Regions from separate parts of the Sus scrofa genome. Here regions 1 and 2 are each linked to region 3. A link is a contact called in public HiChIP or PLAC-seq data. All regions are on one chromosome and are shown on one strand. The core of a region is the stretch at or near the end of the contact, and the rest is flanking DNA. Distances in the headings are between cores, read along the strand shown. Region 1 overlaps LOC106505748 (a long non-coding RNA gene). Region 2 overlaps LOC106505748 (a long non-coding RNA gene). Region 3 overlaps LOC106505748 (a long non-coding RNA gene).

Region 1 (4,256 bases), core at 1,724-4,223, 220 kb before region 3:
GTTAGATTCACTCTACCTCCCACTCCTCCACAAATATCAAGGCATTTGTTATACTCTCTACCCTTCTAAGAAGAACTTGTGTTTCCTGGAATTTGAGTCATTTAGGTTTCTTTGAATTCCTCAAGTCTCTGATGGGTCAAAAACAAATCTCTGTTTTTGTAGATGATCTAACTTATTCTCATTGTTAGGATGAGAGCAACAGTCTCTTGGGACTTCCTCCATTCTAAACTGAAAGAAGATTCTCTAAGGAGCTTATAGTTTTAAATGAATATAATTCGGCCATTTGTTACAAGAATAAAGTAAGTGGTAGGAACAAAATACAAAGGATACTTGTATTAATTTATTTTAAATTAGTAAGAAATACAGAACCTTAAACCACAGACTCATGAGACTAGAAGCTAACTGCTTTAATGAATTATTTGATAAATTATTTGTATAATTTGCAAAATAATAAATGAAGTTTAATAAATTATTTGCATAAGTGCAACATTTAGTCTTTGTAGGTGAATTTGAATCAGACTCAAGTAAAATTAGAGTTGGTGAGACCTTACAGATCATGTAATCACACAGAGACAGGAGAACCCTCGGTGTCCATGAAAGTCTATTTGGAGCCGACACGGGGTATGCGTAGAAGTTCAGTCTTCTCTGGGTCCCTTTCCCCAAATATAATTTTTCTTTTCATAATTTTCTGTATAGAATTCTGAGTTATATAACAGAGGTCTGAGCTTTTAAAAACTATAAAACTATGAAAATTATAACCAAATTATAACCAGTCAATCTCCCCTACACACACTTCAAAAAACACATAACACATATAAATATACACCCATTTTCTTGTGAAGGAAACTGATGTCCAGAGATGTACTGTGACTCCTCTAAGACCATACAGCTACAGCTAAGGGCAGAAATCACAGCAGAACCCTTCCAAATCCAGTCCATTTTCTTCTCCACATGTCCCTTCTCCTTGCTAATTAGCCTGCCTGTACTAGACCATTACAAGTCTCCTCCGTCCCGATCGATGCAGTGTAGAAGTGTGGATGAGCAGACTTAGCTAAATTGATGAATGATTCCTAAGGCTTTGGAGACTGTTGTGTGACATCGGTTGGACCCAGGTGAAATGGTAATCACCAGTGTATAAATGATTTGGACACTGTAATTTCCCCCTGTGATTTAGTTTGTTTTCTTCTGTTGATTTATTTAGAATGTGCTCTGCTACCTCTTCCAACCTTGCTACACATTGAGCACCAATAAACGTCAAACAGATTAGACAGGCCCATTACTCAATGGGCACATTTCTAAAAATGGTACAAAGGTGAAATCCCAGCAGTTTGAGATGATTGGAGTATTTATAGGATGTTAGGAAAACATCTGCTTCAAAGATTCAGAGGTTCGAGAGTTGATGTAATGTTTTATTAGGAGACTACACCACCACTAGTCACTGTACAGAAAATATTAAGCCATTATAGAGTGAATGAGTTTTGAGTACCTATTATATAGAATGGGCTGTACAGAGATTGGCCTTCTAATAGCCACTTAGAGTGAATACATTTTGCTTTTATCAAAAGGGAAGAGAATGGGCTCATTTTTATAGCTCTGCTCAAAGATAAATGTGGGTAAAAAGAGGTACTTTTTTTTTTCTACACTGACCACTTAGGTTTGAGTATATAGCATCCTTGCTCTGGTATAATGTCATGAGTCTTAAGCAAACAAAAGGTGGCAACAATTCACTAGAACTAATCTCGAATTTTTATTTATCTTTATCATTACTATAGTGGCCATTAATAGATCACCAATTATAGAGCCAAATATTGTGTATATCTCATTCACCTTTATAGGAATCCTAAAATAAGGGTATGATTATTCTGCTTTTACGTGTGAGAAAACTGGGACTTAACAGAGGTTAAGTAATTTCCTTATGATCACATACTTAGTAAGTGGTAAAGCTGGATTCTAACTCAATCAGGTGAATTCCAAAGTCTTTGCTTTTGCTGTTACTGTCATCACTTGTGCAGAAAACAATCAGCTTAAGGTCAAAATAGCAACCACCAGGATAGGTTGTTCCAGTTATTTTATAATCACAAGAAGTTTACAGTCTCCTTCAAGGAACTGTCCAGAATAATGTTGGTGGTGACACACAATTGCTAATAGACTAGTTCTAGAATCACACCTCTGCAATCTCTCTTTCATCAAGATTTAATTACATCTCTGGTATTTCTTTGTGATGCTGTTCCCTTTCCCTAACTAACGGGGTAGCTGGTGGAGAGCCTGCAGACAATGTAGCAATTTGCCTAAAGAGGGGGAAAGATAGAATGTGAGCTAGGCTTGGCAGGGGACAACCAGAATTTCCAGTCTACAATGCTAAATTCATCATCTAGTTTTATATACATACACAGATGTACACATGTGTGTATATGCACATGCACATACCAAAAAAGAAATAAGGAAAGGAGGGAAGGATGGCTTTCTTCCTTTTGCTTTGCGTTTCTGAGGAAATAGCAGTTGGAGTAATCATTTATTAATCACAAATTTTGGTGCTATGTCTTTAGAACAGAAAAACATCACTTGATTTTCCATGCATATTCTGCTAATTGGTAGGTTTTGCCTCTCAACTAAACTGTAAAGGGAAAGGGTGCATACTAAACCGATTGCCCTACTTAGGCAGCTCCTGGCAGGAATGCTGAGATGGATTAACATGCATAACAGAAGGCTTATGTGACCCTGGGAGACAGTAGAACCTGAAATAACCTTAATATCCTGTCAACTTTCATTACCAGACCCCACTGAACAAGTAAAGCCTATTTAACAATCTGTCTGGGAAGGAAAAATCCATATCTTGTTTTTTAACCAGGATTTTTCATCCTGTTCCTTTTTATCCTGGGGATATTTTCTTCCACCTCACTTCTCAGAGCAACATCACTGAACTAGACCAAGTTATATGGTGTCCTGATTTCATTAAATTTCTCGGCGTGGAGTGCCACAGCCCTTGCTGCCACAGCCCTCACTTTACAAACATGCCCTCAAAAGTCAGAAATGCAGGATCTGTATTGAACAACTGGTAGTCCGGGGCCTAGCAGTGTGTTTGGGCAGAAATAACTCCATCTTGACAGTTGGCCAGGTTCAGTGCTAGGAAGCTGTTTGAGCTCAAGAAAGAGAGGAAGAATGAGTCAACCTAAAGAGTCAAAAAGCAAGAATATCTTGAATAAGCACCTGGGCTTTCTCAGAAACACACAAATCCAGATATCTTGTCAAGTTGTCAACTGTATTTGCTAAAGGCATCTTGAGGTACCTCGGCATGCCAAGTGTTGTATGTTCCTCAAGGGAGGTGTTTATGAGGAAATTCTAAAAATACCAGAGCACTAAAATAAATCCAAAATAACTGCATTCCTGTAGCTTTTTAACAGCACTTTCAAGAAATAAACAATTCTCTCAGGCTCAGTAAATGCTTTCCCAAATTTCCAATTCAGATGTCATATCCTGAGGTTCCAAATTTCCTCCATTCACAAGGCATAGCTTAGCTATGGATTCAATTCTGTCTCATTAGAGGAACTGATACCATGCTTTTTAAAAAAATCACTAGGCAGTATACAGAGACCTGGATTCTACAAATTAGCAGATGTGTGGCCTTGAGCAAGTCATTTTCTCATCTGAACCATGAAAAGGAAGGGGAAGTATTCAAACTTGAGTTATTGAGCATGCTGGGCACTTTGCTACCACTGTCTTATGTAAAGTTTACACTAAAAAGTTTCCAATACTTCTTCTAATTAATTGTCTATTCTTAGTAAATACTAAGTGCTTAAAATGATTTAGCAAATGTCTGTTAGAGACTCTGTGGGCCAGGGATAGTACTGCAAGAGTCATTAATATCAATTTGAGAAATACTAAAGGATTTTTACAGACTTTTTTTTCTTCCTCATGGCAAACCAGGTCTCTAGGCTTTTTTTTTTTCCCAAAAACTCAGAAAAAAATTTTTTTCTTTTTACGGTTACACCTACAGCATATGGAAGTTCCTGGGCCAGGAGTCAAATCGAAGCTGCAGCTGCCTGCTTACAACACAACCCCAGCAACACCAGTTCCTTAACCCCCTCAGGTTAAGGGCCAGGGATTGAACCTGAATCCTCGCATAGACAATGTCTGGTCCTTAACCTGCTGAGCCACAGGAACTCCCAGAAAAATGGTTTCTTATGGTATTAATGGGGCCAGTTCATTACCTTGCCTATCACATGATCATGTCAGTAATGTGTCATTTTACTCCTTAA
Region 2 (4,246 bases), core at 1,095-3,594, 240 kb before region 3:
CATTAATTCAGAGTCCACTCACTCTCTTTCTGCCTTCACTGTTCTCTGTCTGCACTTGCTTTTGAAAGCTGTTCTCTCCACTGTCTAACCTATCCCTTTCCATGAAATAAGGTCTGCTCCTACAAGTGTCCTTGTTATAGCAATGCTTCCATTTTTCCCTCATAGCCAGCTCATTCCCCTCTGCATACAAAATACTCAGGTCATCCTTACCCTAAAAATCACTAACAATGAAATATTTAATATCCTACCTTAGCCCAAAGCCGACACCCTAGCTTTTTCTGTTCAAGCATAAGCAAACCTCTAAAAGAAAGCACTGCTGTTATACAAGGGGGGATACAGGTTTTGTGGGGCCTACAGATTATGCAATATTGGGGCAGAAGAGTTCCTTAAAATACAGAATTCAAAATTATGAATAAAAAATTAAGTACAAAAGTGAATATTTATTTAGAATGAGAAAAAATGCAATAAATTAAAATTTTAAAAAACAAGCATGAGAAAAGTATGGAGGTACCTTAGAAAACTATACACGGAACTACCATTTGACCCAGCAATCCCACTCTTGGGCATATGTCCGGACAAAACTTTCCTTAAAAAAGACACATGCACCCGCATGTTCATTGCAGCTCTATTCACAATAGCCAAGACATGGAAACCCAAATGTCCATCAACAAATAAATGTATTAAGAAGATGCGTTTTATATATATATATATATATATATATATATATATATATATATAAATAGTGGAATACTACTCAGCCATCAAAAAGAACAAAATAATGCCATTTGCAGCAACATGGTTGGAACTAGAGACTCTCACACTAAGTTAAGTAGGTCAGAAAGAGAAAGATACATACTATATGATACCACATATCTGGAATCTAGTATATGGCACAAATGAACCTTTCCACAGAAAAGAAACTCATGGACACGGAGAACAGACTTGTGGTTGCCAAGGAGGGGGTTAGCGGGATGGACTGGGAATTTGGGGTTAATAGATGCAAACTATTGCCTTTGGACTAGATAAGCAATGGGATCCTGCTGTATAGTACTAGGAACTATGTCTGGTCACTTGTGATGGAGTATGATAATGTGAAAGATCACATACATGTGTGTGTGACTGGGTCACCTTGCTGTACAGTAGAAAATGGACAGAACACTGTAAACCAGCTATAATGGAAAAATTAAAAATCATAAAAAAACATTAAAAATATATGAAAATAATGTAATATTTTAAAACTATCTGGCCTCCATAACATTTTCCCCCTTATTTTTACCACGTTCTCTTTGATTCCTTCTTCATTTGGTAAGGGCTCAATCTGTCTTTCAGCATAGTTAATTTTTTTAAATGTGTTCATTATTTACAGGTTAGAAAAGTTTTAGCTTCCTACTCCATTATTGGTAACATATAAGTCTGAAGAATTTTTTTCTCAAATTTATAAAAATCTCTTATCAAGTTTCATATCTGAGCTGAACAATTTCAGAACAGTTCAAGGTTTTGTGTGTGTGTGTGTGTGTGTGTGTGTGTTGTGACTAATATTAAATCCTTTAGCTGGCGACACCCATTAACCAGTTTGCCACTGATGTTTCATCACAGTGCAAGATCATGAATTTTAGGTTATTTTATCTGATAGGAGAGAATTTGCATTTTGACTAGGCCCTGACAAGAATCAGATCCTCTTTTTCCAATCTTACACATCTCAGAATTAAAAGGTCATTTTCACATACTAGGTTCTGGCTCTGTATATTTCAAAGCTTTTCTCCTCCACATTTTCCCCAGTGCCAGGCGTCAAAAGACAGATTTACACTTGGTGTCACTGACTGATGAGCTGGCCCTAGTAGGTTGAGGGAGAATTCCTGGGACTATTAGTAGTAACTTAACTATATGTTAACTTGATGTGAACCACACAGTATATTCCCTTAAACCCTAACTTTAGTTCCCTAAGTGGATACTTAAATGCTATTCACAACAGCAGGGGAATTGAGAGTGAAGGAGGGTCTGAATAGAAAGATTGCAGTGGTCTCAAATGATTGCACTTAAATATTGTGTTTTATTTACTGAATGGTTGCTTTCTGCCAAAACCCACACATTGAAAGCCTAATCCCCAGTGTGATGGTATTTGGAGATGGGTCCTTTGGGAAGTAATTAGGGGTAGATCAGGTCATGGTGGGGGGTGGTGGTGAGGGGAACCCTCCTGATAAGACTAATGCTTTTATATGAAAGGGTCTCTCTCTCTCCTTCTCTTCTCCAACCCCCAACCTTGTGAGGCAACAGGGAGAGAAAACGCTGTCCGTAAACCAGGAAGAAGATGCAACCTGACCATGCTGTCATGCTGACATCAGACTTCCAGGTTTCAAAACTGTGAGAAATACATTTCTGTTGTTTAAGCCACCCAGTCTATAGAACTGTGTTAAAGCAGCCAGAATAGACTAAGTCAAATATCTTACATGTGAGAGTTTTACAGATTACATAACCAAGGGAAGGCACTGCTAGTAAATCCTGGGGCTTGGGAAAGGTCTAGAAGGTAAGGGACTTGGAACTGAAGGCTAATTGGCTTACTGGTGTTTCTGCCTTGGCATTAGAATTTCCTCAGGAAATTTCCTCTAGGTTCTGCCCCTTTATACAGATTTGCCCTCCTTGCCACTTAACCCCTTTCTGCAACTCAGCAAGGACCAGCTAACTAATACAGCATCTTTTTCCCAGGCTTTATTCTTCTAAACCTTCTGCCTTCTTTCTCTGAGCTACTCCCTTAACTGGCACCTTCCTGACTCACTCACTGCTTCTCTCTCTCTTGCTCATCCTCCCATCTCCCCCTTGTCCTCCCAACAAGAAGATGCTTTCCCACGTTCTGCCCAACTCCTTTCTTCTATGGAAATCTTCCTTGGAAATCTCATTCATTCACACATTTATGTCATCAGCTCAGTGTCTATGTTTGCTCCAGTCTCCTTTCTCTAGAGAAAATATTTCTCTCTAGAGCCAGTTTCATTGCCTGCTAATGTACCATCAACACCTCAGTTCAATGTCTTTTCCCCACACTGGCTCTACTTTCTTGGCTACAAGTTGTCTATTAATGCTGAGAAATCACTGTTGACTCCTGTTTTCCCCTTGACCACCATATTTCTTTTACCCATTTCCTTGTCAACTATCCTACTTCTAACCTTAGCATCTTTTTTTTTTTTTTTTTTTTTTTTTTTGTCTTTTGACTCTTCAGGGCCACACCCACGGCACATGAAGATTCGCAGGCTAGGGGTCTAATCGGAGCTACAGCTGCTGGCCCACGCCAGAGCCACAGCAAAGCCAGATCTGAGCCAAGTCTGCGACCTACACCACAGCTCACAGCAACGCCAAATCCTTAACCCACTGAGCAAGGCCAGGGATCGAACCTGCAACCTCATAGTTCCTAGTTGGATTCATTTCCTTTGTGCTATGAAAGGATCGCTAAAGGATAGTAAAAATCCCTCAACTGCTCCAGAGGATTCTACAACTTTTCCCCTCCTTTCTACAGGATGGTTCTTACTTCTCCTCAGAACTGCCATATGCTTTTCATGTTTCTGATAGAATTTTATATTTCATCCTGTATTTATGTGGCATTAACTAACACATAAAATACATATAATGTGCTAAGCATTTTGCACTATCTTATTTAATTCTCATACCTGCTCTGTTATTAGCTATTATTAACATGATTTTTATTTGTATTTTAAATGGAGAACCTAAGCCTTAGAAAAATGAGTAACTTGTGGATAAGCAATGATATCCTGCTGTATAGCACAGGGAACTATATCTAATCACCTATGATGGAACATGATAGAAGATAATGTGAGAAAAAGAATGTACATGTATATGTATGACTGGGTCACTTAGCTGTACAGCAGAAATTGATAGAACATTGTAAATCGACTATGCTAGAAAAATCTTACAAAAATAAAAAAAAAATAGTTAAGCCAACCCCCCTCAGAAAAAAAAACAAAAACAAAAAAAAAAAGAAAGAAGAAAAATGAGTAACTGCCTCAAGGTCACACAGAAAGTGGCACAGTCAGAATTTGGATGCAGCTTTCTGACTACAAATAACTGTGAGCTTAATCACCAAAACTAACAATACATAATTTCTACCATTTATTATGTACTTATCATGTGCTCTATAAACTTCACATTACCCTATGAGGATATACTATCATCATCCTCTTTTTATGAAGAAGAAAACTTAAGCCCCCAAACTTTATGTCATCCCCTAAGGTGTCCTAGC
Region 3 (3,850 bases), core at 89-2,588:
AAGGCACAAAGGACTGAAAGAATTCCTCTTATTTCCATTCGATAAAGAAACATTGAAGTTATAAAGATTTAAATGATTCTTCCGAAGTCACAGATCTGAGATTCAAATCCAGACATCTTCCAGTGGCAAGTGCTACTCTGTTTCCTCCCCAGCAGCAGAAAGAAAGTCAAAATATTTATGAAATATCCAATTTCCCACTTTCACTGGGAAATGATCTAGGAAGAACTGTGGAAGGCAGAGAGGATCTAGAAAGTATATTTATGGAAACAGCAGAAGCGTTATGCATCATTGTGGGATTTTTCTTTCCCTATGCCCTGGGAGTCCCTGAAACACTGCTCCAGTAACAGTGACTGTCTAGGTCCAGATGTAGAATAAATTCTTATTGAAGTGTCATACAAATAGACAATCTAGAATTACTGAGAGTAAGTTACATTAGAAATCTGAAAAACACATAGCAAAAGTGTATTTTGGCAAGTGCCTTGAAGAATGGTAAATTCAATTCAACATATAGTGATTTAGTCTGCCTCCCATAAGCCAGGAAATAGTATTCCAAACTTGTGTTGTCCAGTGTGGTAGCCAATATTCACACACGGCTATTAAGGCAAAATTAAAGACACCAAAAATCCAGTTCCCAGTCACACTAGCCACATTTCAAGGCACTCAATAGCCATAGGAGGTTAGTAGCTAATTATAGAACAATTCCATGATCACAAAAAATTCTACTGAACAATGTTACTAGACTCTGAAGAAGAAATAACCAAGTCTCCCAAAGTAGCTCACATTCTCATAGAGAAAACACTCCACATGTACTCTAAAAATGCAGGAGTGTAACACTGGTCAGGCTCTCTAACAATGTCTTATAGGAGGTAACACAAAACTTCTGAAAGCATTCCAAATAGGTACAAGCTAATTAGAGGCTTTTCTCATCCCTTAAAGATGTCATGACATGTATCAAAATGTGATGCCTTCCATTTTCCTCATCGTACCAAGATTCTGCAGGGACCACACACCAGAATTAACATAAAATACTAGATAGTCTCTACAGCAGAAGTGTATTTCCTGTGCGTGGCCATCCTAAAGAACATGCCAGTCACCACAGTAGCCACAGCATAGGCTGCCCCTTATCCGTGAGAAAGGTCTGCCAGATTCACAGACTTCAATTGTTGACCCAGTCACTGGCTGGGTGTGCCTGAGAGCAGGAGGGTTGGAAGTAGAGGAGCAAGTGGTAACATGACTCAAGAAACCAGTGATCTGGGTGGTTACGTGTCATAGCAGTGAGCTCTCAGGACCCACCCTTCCTAGGTCAGCACCCTGGTCTTGAGCAGGGTTGTCTGGCTTCAGCTAGATGTCAGCAGAGCAGTCTGGCACATGACTCAGAGAGTTCTCCAGCCAATCTCACTGCTCCATACAGCCCCATCCTGTTTGTCCATTAGAGGTAAGCTTCTCTCTACCTCCGAAGCATCTCTGGTGTACTGGTCAGAAACGATCCCAATATTCAGCAGGGATCAGTGTGAGAAGGATGGAAACTTGAAAATCATCTTTCCCACACTCTGAATCTCAGAGAGGCACAAATAGAAGTGAAAGTCTTAAGGTCACTAGAACCAGGGTATCAGTGTCTGCACTTGTGAAATAAATGTTTCCACACAGAGATGTCATGGGGCCTCAGATGTCATGGTATTTCACCAGCATGACAGTCACCAACACTGCACTGTGCTCCTGTGCTGTCCCAGAAGCCAGTTCCCCACACCACCCTGCTGTGAGCAGTACCAGTGTTTAACTGTTCTCCGATGGGCAGGCTTATTTCTTTCTGCACTGTTCCTGTTTTAATCAAGGAACAACTCCCAATCAAAGACTTAGTCATTCTTCATGGGAAACACAACAGAAGCCCTTAGTAGGTATAGACCCCAACAAGAAAAATTCAGTTTGGGAAAAAAGATCAAGGCCTGTTGCCCCAAAACACTATAACTGGTAAAATCTCTACTATCATAAAACCTGATTCATCCAGGTCACACTGTCATTATAATTTCATTCTTGGAGGGTTTTAAATACTTCCAAATTTCAGTCACACAAGCTTCAGATGTGAATGGTCAACCCATAATCAGCTACTAATGCCTTAATAAGGATTAGGGTACAGCTCCCCAGATTAAGAATGGGACACCAGATGAACCCTATAAATTTAGCTCCCTATGAGTGGAAAGAGCCTCACAGAGGGAAATGTAGGATCAAATACAAAAACTTAACATACACTGAGATTGTGTATAGGGCAGGCTTCATATCTAATTGATAAAAAAAAATGAAGTTTTTTAATAGGTCACTGGCTCTTTAAATCCCAGTCTTGAAAAATCAGCCAGTGAACTAGTTTATGAGTCTGTGGGTACAGCACAGTGAAACATTTAATCAGGGAACAGAAAATCTCTGGAACAAATAAGCCACATGAATGCCTAGAAGTGGAAATGTTAACTAGTGATGTAAGTTCAGAGTACAGCTGTGTCCAAATGAGTCGGGCTTCTGGCCCAACAAGCAAAGTCTGTGAAAAGATATAGAAGAATTATATTGTTTTTCCTGAACTCAAAACAGTGGACTTTTGCCATGTTAATTCAGAGTTTCTGGGATGAGATAACAAGAAATTAAGAAAGCAGAATGGAATGGTTTTAAAACAAATACTTCCTCAGTTATTGTGTTGAGGAGACAGGGTTGTATTTTTTTTTTTTTTTTTCTTTTGGCAGAGGAATGAGTAGACATCTTTCAGGAGATATGCCTCAGATTTATTTCAATGACCTTATAGTCTGGGTATGATGGCACCAAAAATACACTCCGTTTATTAGTTAAGGTCTAACAAATCACATTTTGTGTTTTAGGACAATTCATAAGCCCTCATGGTTCATTCGGGCCACAAGACATTGCTGAACAGACCACAATGTCAGTGCCTGCCTTGGCTTCTCTGTACTCATGGTGGAAGAATGGTTCCAAGAACCTTGCAGAGTGTGACTTTGTGCTAAACCAATCATAATTATCCAATGACATGAGATAGACCTCAAAGTATCAGTCATTATATAGGCTTTGGGTGGAAAATAAATTAGTTTCAACAGGTTCTGATCAAAACTGTTCTTGAAAATAATAACTATCGCATACTCAGGCTTATGTTTGTCAGGCACAAAGAGTTTCAAATACATTTTCTCTATTTTCTAGAGATAGGCACTATTATTTTTCCCACTTTATATTTAAGGTTTAGCATTTTTTTAAACTTGCCCACAGTTAGTTTGGTATGGCAGAGCCAGGGCCTCCAGGAGAGGCACTGGAATGCCTCTGCTGGCAACAACATCAAGCTACACTAAAGCAGTTTTCAGCTGAATGGAGCAAAAAAAAAAATTTACCAAGACAAATAACCAGCAAACAGTATAAAACTGTATGTAATAAAAAGGTGAATAGTGAAAAAGATATTCTCAAGTCTTAGAGAATTTCAGCAAAAGAGAATCCAGATGGGAAAGTGAAGACAATGCTGGCCTTTGGAGTGGCTGTGACAGCACAGATACACAAGCAAAGGTGAGAATAACAGGAGGAAGAGATTAGAAGGCATGGGAGTTAATCAAGAGGCCAGACTGAGCAAATAGCACAGGAGAGAAATAGTTGTCCACTTTTAAGCTATTCTCGATGTTTAAGCTCACAAGGAACCTGAGGGGCATACAGATCAACCCATGAAACACACAATGGCAGACCTGATAGGTAACTGGGCACGAATCTCCGTTACCCAATCAACAGTACTTCCCATGAGCTACCATGCAGAAAGGCTGCTCCATAATCCTAATTCAACCTAACATTGATGGAGCACCTACCATGGGCAGATGACAGT

What was found. HiChIP or PLAC-seq counts read pairs in DNA pulled down with a chosen protein or histone mark.
Region 1: an H3K27ac HiChIP or PLAC-seq map of skeletal muscle shows a contact between it and region 3. The contact joins two enhancer-like sites. A contact is called at or near these places in 1 of 47 Hi-C or Micro-C datasets (skeletal muscle) and 2 of 2 datasets of contacts at active chromatin or transcription factors (alveolar macrophages and skeletal muscle).
Region 2: an H3K27ac HiChIP or PLAC-seq map of alveolar macrophages shows a contact between it and region 3. The contact joins two enhancer-like sites. A contact is called at or near these places in 2 of 2 datasets of contacts at active chromatin or transcription factors (alveolar macrophages and skeletal muscle).

The regions. Positions count from the first base shown.
Region 1 is chr13:115,947,113-115,951,368 of Sscrofa11.1, reverse strand. All of the region lies in intron 2 of LOC106505748 (a long non-coding RNA gene), which reads right to left. Among named protein-coding and RNA genes, the nearest start is that of TBL1XR1, 460 kb to the right of the region's middle. Within about 2 kb of position 2,973, at least 5 of the 83 cell types and tissues checked have an H3K27ac peak or open chromatin away from gene starts, as enhancers often do. A contact at or near this core is called in skeletal muscle, where this site is marked.
Region 2 is chr13:115,970,684-115,974,929 of Sscrofa11.1, reverse strand. All of the region lies in intron 2 of LOC106505748 (a long non-coding RNA gene), which reads right to left. Among named protein-coding and RNA genes, the nearest start is that of TBL1XR1, 480 kb to the right of the region's middle. Within about 2 kb of position 2,344, at least 1 of the 83 cell types and tissues checked has an H3K27ac peak or open chromatin away from gene starts, as enhancers often do. A contact at or near this core is called in alveolar macrophages, where this site is marked.
Region 3 is chr13:115,726,494-115,730,343 of Sscrofa11.1, reverse strand. All of the region lies in intron 1 of LOC106505748 (a long non-coding RNA gene), which reads right to left. LOC110256521 (a long non-coding RNA gene) reads right to left here. Exons shown (of 2, transcript XR_002338117.1): 2 at 2,683-3,850. Among named protein-coding and RNA genes, the nearest start is that of TBL1XR1, 240 kb to the right of the region's middle. Within about 2 kb of position 1,338, at least 31 of the 83 cell types and tissues checked have an H3K27ac peak or open chromatin away from gene starts, as enhancers often do. A contact at or near this core is called in alveolar macrophages and skeletal muscle, where this site is marked.